2 separate regions of the Sus scrofa genome follow, and region 2 is linked to region 1. Evidence: chromatin contacts called from public HiChIP or PLAC-seq data. All regions are on one chromosome and are shown on one strand. The core of a region is the stretch at or near the end of the contact, and the rest is flanking DNA. Distances in the headings are between cores, read along the strand shown.

What was found. HiChIP or PLAC-seq counts read pairs in DNA pulled down with a chosen protein or histone mark.
Region 2: an H3K27ac HiChIP or PLAC-seq map of skeletal muscle shows a contact between it and region 1, with 4 times the contacts expected there. The contact joins two enhancer-like sites. A contact is called at or near these places in 5 of 47 Hi-C or Micro-C datasets (embryonic fibroblasts, psoas muscle, retroperitoneal adipose tissue and 1 more) and 1 of 2 datasets of contacts at active chromatin or transcription factors (skeletal muscle).

The regions. Positions count from the first base shown.
Region 1 is chr13:131,054,648-131,058,044 of Sscrofa11.1, reverse strand. No RefSeq gene overlaps it. Among named protein-coding and RNA genes, the nearest start is that of HES1, 80 kb to the left of the region's middle. Within about 2 kb of position 1,819, at least 27 of the 83 cell types and tissues checked have an H3K27ac peak or open chromatin away from gene starts, as enhancers often do. A contact at or near this core is called in skeletal muscle, where this site is marked.
Region 2 is chr13:131,309,357-131,312,753 of Sscrofa11.1, reverse strand. No RefSeq gene overlaps it. Among named protein-coding and RNA genes, the nearest start is that of CPN2, 27 kb to the left of the region's middle. Within about 2 kb of position 1,748, at least 20 of the 83 cell types and tissues checked have an H3K27ac peak or open chromatin away from gene starts, as enhancers often do. A contact at or near this core is called in skeletal muscle, where this site is marked.

The DNA of each region.
Region 1 (3,397 bases), core at 570-3,069:
ATTATGCAGTGTCCAGTAACAAGCTAAAGTGTCTGAACTTTTAGTTTAGGGTAAATCTTCAGACGTCAGAGGTAGATAGGACTTTAAAGAGACTGTCTAGTTTCAGAGAGGGGCAACTGAGGCAGAGAGGCTTTTTGAGGTCGGATGGCAAGGAGTTCCTGTTGTGTTTTAGCAGGTTAAGAACCCGACTAGTATCCATGAGGATGGGGGTTCGATTCCTGGCCTCGCTCAGTGGGTTGAGGATCCGGAATTACTGCAAGCTTTGGCATAGGTCACAAATGAGGCTTGGATCCAGCGTTGCTGTGGCTGTGGTGTAGGCTGGCAGCTGTAGCTCCAATTCGACCCCCAGCCCAGGGAACTTCCATATGCCACATGTTTTTTTTTTTTTTTTTTTTTTTTTTTTGTGGCCCTTAAAAAAAAACCAAAAAAACCCCCCAAACCAACCAACCAAACAACCCCCCCCAAATGTTAGATGGCAAGATCATCTAGCTCTAGAAACCAAGTGCCTTGTATTGAATGCCTCTGCCCCTGAAAGTTATATTAGAAATCAAGAGATCGGATCACCTCTATGTTCCTAACCATCCATTTACTTAGAAATATTTAAACACCAGAAATGGTTTATGGTAGTGAAAAGAGTACAGATTTGCAGCTGGTGGACCTAAGTGGCCCAGATGGCATCATTTACTAGCTACCACTTATTCCTTCCGAAGCTGTCCTCTCCCCTGTAAAACAGGAATTAAGACTAACTTTTTTCTGGAGTTCCCAGTGCCGCTCAGCAGGAACGAACCTGACCAGTATTCAAGAGGACACAGGTTTGATCCCTGGCCTTACTCAGTGGGTTAAGGATCTGACACTGCTGTGAGCTGTGGTAGGTCGCAGACATGGCTCTGATCCCCCATTGCTGTGGCTGTGGTGTAGGGCAGCAGCTGTAGCTCCGATTTGACCCCTAGCCTGGGAACTTCCATATGCCTCGGGTGCGGCCCTAAAGAGTCAAAACAACAACAACAACAAAAACCCCAAACAACAACCAAAAAAACTCTTTCCCAATATTATCACAAATGAGATAAGTCAAATCTGTATTATGAGCCATAGTAGGTGCTTAGTAAATTAAACAGTGATTATAATTATTAAGTGCATTAAGAACAAATCTTGGCCTTCTGTAGAAATAGCAGCAGAGGGATTGAAAGATGTCTTGGGGCTTATTTGCATGAAATATCTTAATCTAGCAAAGCTTGTTTTTGGTTTCCATTGATTGAAAACGCAAACAAACCCCAACTGAAGCACTTCTTACGGAGGAATGAATGGATTTCCAATCTGTGTTTTCTTGTTTACAGTGGAAAATATGCAATCCAAGGAAAACACAGGTGGTTAACTGTTCAGTGCCTTCTATTTTTATCATATGCAGAGGGCTCTAAGCATACAAATGCAAATATTTTAAGTAACAAAAAATGAAGACTAACTTCTCAAGGTTAAATGGCTTCAGGTTTCCTATAGCAAATTGAGGTCTTTCTCCTTCAGCCATTTCTTGAAAAAGAATTCCAGATCCCCATACAGACTGAATTCCAAAACCACTCACCACAGCAAAAAGCTCGCAATTGGCATTTTTAAAGAAACATTTCTTTTCGCTGGGGATCCTTTTGTTTTGTTTTTGCATCCTTTTTGTTTTGCAAAATGAGTGTCTTCGATGGGAGAGGAAAGCCACCTCCGTGGGTTGCGTGTTTGTGAAACGAAGATGGGAACGGAGACTCGGCAGGTCCCGGGAGAAGCTGACGCGCCCCCGCGTCCCCAGCACCCCCGGCCGGGCTTGTGCGGACGTGTCTCGGGCGTGACCTCTGAGCAGCTGCGCCACCGGCTCAGCCTCGCGGCGGGAGAAACCCGAGCTCCCAACAAAACAGTTCCATCTTTGGCAAGTCCTCTGGTATTTAAGGCGCTGCCGGTGGGGAGAGAGGCCGCGTGCCTGAGAGGCTCTGGGAACTCGCAGGCTTTCGCCTCCCGGGTGTTAGGTTTCTGAGGGTCTGAGCATCTGCGGTGGAGGCGGGGCGGGGGCCGGGGCGAAAGCGGCCAAGGGACCTTCCCAGAGACTGAGGGAGCCTGCTTCTCCATCCTCCCTGGGTGGGTCTCCAGCCTGGATTTTTCTTTCTTTTCTTTTTGCCTTTTCTGCAGATACCAGGTGGTCAGCAGAGGCTCAGAAGCTTTACATCTTTACAAGAGGAAGTCTCCTTTCTAATATCATCCCCCCCGTCCCCAAACTGATTCCACTTGGCCTCTACCTGCCTGAGGTACTGGAATGCAGAGTTGAAATTGACAAAAATAATGCTTCTTTTCCAGGGCCGAAATTTCCGGGCCCCATAATAGTAGGTAACATTTACAGAGTGCTTATTCTGAGCTACGCACTTTGATGCAATAACTCATTGGAGCCTCACAACAATCCTGTGAATCCTCGGAAGTAGGAATTCTTATTATCCCTTTTTTGCAGGCAATGAAACAAGCACAGAGAGGTTGGGCAATGTGCTTGGGGTCACACAGCTAGGAAATGGTAGGGTTGGGATTGAAATTTAGGCAAGTCTTGCTCCAGAGCCTGTGCTTATAACTGCTTTGCTCACCAGGTGAAAGATACTGTGTTTTGGAATTTGTCTCCTAGCACACTGGGTCTTGACAAGGTGGAGAAAGGAGCTCTAGGAAGTTTGGAAATCAGACGTGGCCAAGTCAGGATCTTCTGAAATGTTCCGACGTGGTCAGAAAGAGCTGGGGTCTGTGGGGGTGTGGTGTACAGTGGTCACTAGGAATTGCGTGCTCTCTGTTTTGGAAGTGTTGGAAGTTTGTTAACGCTCAGCTTGTCATTCTCAGGCTGGGGTCCCTGGCAGTTTGACTTATAGGAAAGAGATAGGACTGGCAGTAAGTAGCAGGAGGTCAGGATTGTCACCTTGGCCACAAGTGTTGGTCTGAAAAAAAGGAGGGGTGTGAGAGCAGCCCAGCTGGGACCTTACCTGAGAGTCAGGGGAGGGCCTGGTCTCATCTTCATGGCCCCAGAAGGTATGCCAGGCCTCCTCTTCTGAAGCCTGGGTCTGGCAGGCCGATTCATTGCTAGACAGAAGTTGTCAAGGAGTCAGGCTTTGCCTCTGCCTTGAGGACCGCCCTGTCCTGGTGTGCATGTCTGGGGAATGGAGTGAGCCATTAGAGGATGCTTTTGAGGGGAGGGTAGGGAACGAGCCTAGGTTCTAGGATAGTTTGAGGGCTCATTTCTCCACGCCATGGAAGACCTAGCTTCATAGCTTCCCACGCACACTCCAGTTTATTTCCTGCTGGTCTGCATGTCTCTCTAGGCTAATCCTTCCTTACTCACGGATTCTGCTACCTTGGTGGGGATGGTGGCACCATTTGATACCAACAAAAGTAC
Region 2 (3,397 bases), core at 499-2,998, 250 kb before region 1:
GAGGAAGGCTGCCTCTGGTCGGAGGACATGCTGGAATCACTGTGTAAGAAGTAGAAATAGGAGTTCCCACTGTGGCTCAGTAGGTTAAGGACCTGACATCTCTGTGAGGCCAGCACACACACAGGGCACAGTGGGGACAGTCTCCACCATTCCGTAGGCCCTTACCTGGGGGTGACCTGAAGGCCCACACCCACTGTGGATGCTGGCTCTGGGTCCAGGGCTCTCCCTGTGGCCCTGCTTCCTCACTGCGTGTTGGCTCAGGTCCCAGGGCAGATGTTGAGGTGGGGACAGAGAGAATATGAGAGGACCAGGCAGAGGGCTCTCCTTTTTCTGACCTGGTCCCTGAAGCCACGAAGCATCACTGTGCTTTATCGGTCAGGGCCGTTGCAAGTCCCTCCCAGATCCAAGAGGAGGGGACATAGACCCCTCACAGTGGAAGGTGTGTCCGTCACATGGGCAGGAGATGCTATGGGTAGCCTAAATACATGGGAGTGGCCGTCTTTGGAGAATATGATCTGCTACGCCTGCCCATCCAGGAAGGAGCCAGGGTCAGAGGGTAAGAGGAAGCCTTCTGGAGGCAGTGATGCTTGAACAGAGGCTTAAAGGCTGGAGAAGATAAGATATGTGGGAGGGGAGGGAAGGAGAGACTCCAGGTGGAGGGGCAAGGTCCACTGAGGGAGGGCCCAGGAGTGGAAGCCTGGTGAGTTGGGGGCAACCACAAGCCCTTCTGTGATGCTGGGGTGGTTTGTATGGGGCTGGGTGTGCTGGGAGGTGGGGCTGAAGAGTTGGAGGGGCTTAGCCTGCAGTTCATGAGCAGGGGTTGTCAGTTCTTCTAAGAATCAGGCCCTCTCCCAGGAAAAATACCCATTGGACTTTGTACACCATTTCAGGGACCCGGGTCAAGGCCCCCAGCCCCAGAGGACCTCAGAGGGATCCCTTCCTGTCTTGTGTTCTGTGGAGCCAGCTTGGGCCCTGAACTTGCCAGCGGTCTCTCTCTGCAGGTGTGTAATCTTAGGTGGCCCCAGGAGCATGTGTCAGACTCAAGCCCAATGCCTCACTCAGCCACTTGGCATCACCGAGCCCAGGCTGACCCTCCTGACTCAGAGAGAGCCTGTGGGGGATGTATGCTCTCTGTTCTACAGGCAGGAAGCCAAGGCCCAGAGAATATTGTTCACTTGCCCAAAGTCACACAGCCATCAGGATAGGGATGATGACGTGGGTCTGACAGCCTCTCCGGGCCAGCCCATTTCCCCCGTGGCATCCTTTCTCCCGACACAGGGCCCTACATATCCCTGCGCCACATGACACCACCTTGCCCTGCCCCACCCAGGAGGCTCAGCTCTGGGACCATGTGTCTCAGGCATGAGTCAGCTTTTGCCTCTGCTGGGAGCCATACCAAGCCTTCCACACCCGCCTGTCCGGCCCTCCAAGCCTCTGTCTCCAGTGCTTGCTGGATACCTTTCCAGGGAGGCCCCTCATGCTTAAATCTGCACTCACCTCTGCTCACCCCAGCTGCCTCTCTAGTCCTGTTCTAGGGATTTCCTGTCTTGGGCTTTCAAGTAGGTGTGGCCCATAGCAGATGGCTGGGGAGAAGTCGGGGTATTTCTTTCACACTTTCTGCTCTAGGAAGCATCTCCAGCGGGGCCTGGGTCTCCTCCCTGGCCCCAGCTCCCACTATCCGGGCTTGCTCTGGTTTCTGCTGGGCTGGGTTGCTCCTGGCCTCTGAGCTCTACCTAATGCTGCCACACCTCTTCCTCCCTCCTGCTCTAGGTGGCGCCAGTGGCCTTGTCCCATTGCTAACCTCTGTGCTGCCTCTGCATCTTCTTTGGCCTCTCAGCTTTCACATCACTATGCAACCAATCCCCTGTATTAAATTTCCTCTGTTTGGGATACCCGTGGGCTTCCTGCTGCCCAGCTAGACCCCTTCCTTTCCCAGAGGATGGCACCAAGTCAGTGTTCAGTCCCTGACCTCAGTGACCCCCACCCAACTAGTCTCTGAGTCAGAAGACAGTGCTTCTGGAAACCTCTTGTGCCCAGACCCCCATCCCACACCACCCCCTTCCCCACTCCCTTCTGCTGCAGCCTTGAACTTCAGCTCCTTATCACCTCTGGCCTGGATGACCCCAGCAGCCTCCCACCAGGGCACCCTACCAGGCTACCCTCCCCACAGTGGCCCAGGGGCTTTAGACAGAGCCCAAGGGCCTACACCTTAGATCTAACCTTTCTCATCTGGTCCCATGCCGCCTTCCAGCCCTGGCCATCCTCCACACCCCCGTCCTTCCCTGTGCCCCCTACACCCACAACCACAGCAGACTAATCATTTCCCAGACATACCACGCGTGGCTCCCTCTACCCTGAGCTCACCTATTCCCTCTGCCCAGACCAGCTACTCTTTTCTACTGGTAAATGTTTATTGATTCTTTAAGACCTACAGCAGGTGCTGCCTCCTCTAGGGTGAAACACATCCCTCCTCGTTCTGCCTTCCATGGCCCTGGATCAGTCCCCTTAAGGGCTTTTCTCATGTGGGACATGAGTTTCTCAGGGCTGGGACCCTGTCCAAGCCCTCCTTGTACCCAGGCACCTCGCCCTTACATGAGGTCAGTCAGTCTTTTTTTGGCTGGCGTGGAAAGTGCTGTTGGGATCAGCTGGCCTCCTAATCCCTTGGCCATGGCGCCTGCCCAGGTCCCTTTCCTGTTTGAACCACCAGCCAGAGTCAGGGGCCTCTCCTCCCAGGACACCAAGGCTGTACATTTCATTGTCATTCTCAGTGATCTTGGTTAATGTTTAAGTTCAGGTTCTTTGTTTTCTGTAAAGCCCATAACAGGGTGGTGGAGCTGGGAATTGTAAAAGTCCACAAGAGGAAAACTTGACTCAACAATTACAAATTGAAGATTCCCCCTCACCCCTCCCCAGTGTTTGGGTGGGGGACGAATGGAAAGGAAGACGATGTTGAAATGTAGCCCTTCGAAATGCTATATAACCTTATACAGAACTGTGCGTGATTCTCTTACACAGGCTCTCAAGCTAGAGCTTTGCACATCAGCAATTTGCTGGACTCTAGACTCAGCCTTCCTGAAACTCCCATCGGTGTCTGTTTCCTGCATCACACCTCAGATGGCTTCCCGTGGGATCCTGGATAGAACCCAAACCCATCAACTTTAAATTCAAGTCCCCCTTCCCCCTCTCCGGGTAGCTTCGGCTGCCTCTTTTCCAGCCAGACATCCTGTTTACAGCTCCCAGACAGGACACAAGTTGGGGGTCTCACCTTTTGAGGACAGGGCAGAGGAGTGGTTCAGAGTGTGAGGTCCAAATTTGGACATGTTCAGGCTCCCTCATGCTTGGGCTGTGATGGCCATGCAGCCTCCAGGAAGCCCACTCTGATTTCCCCTCCCCACAC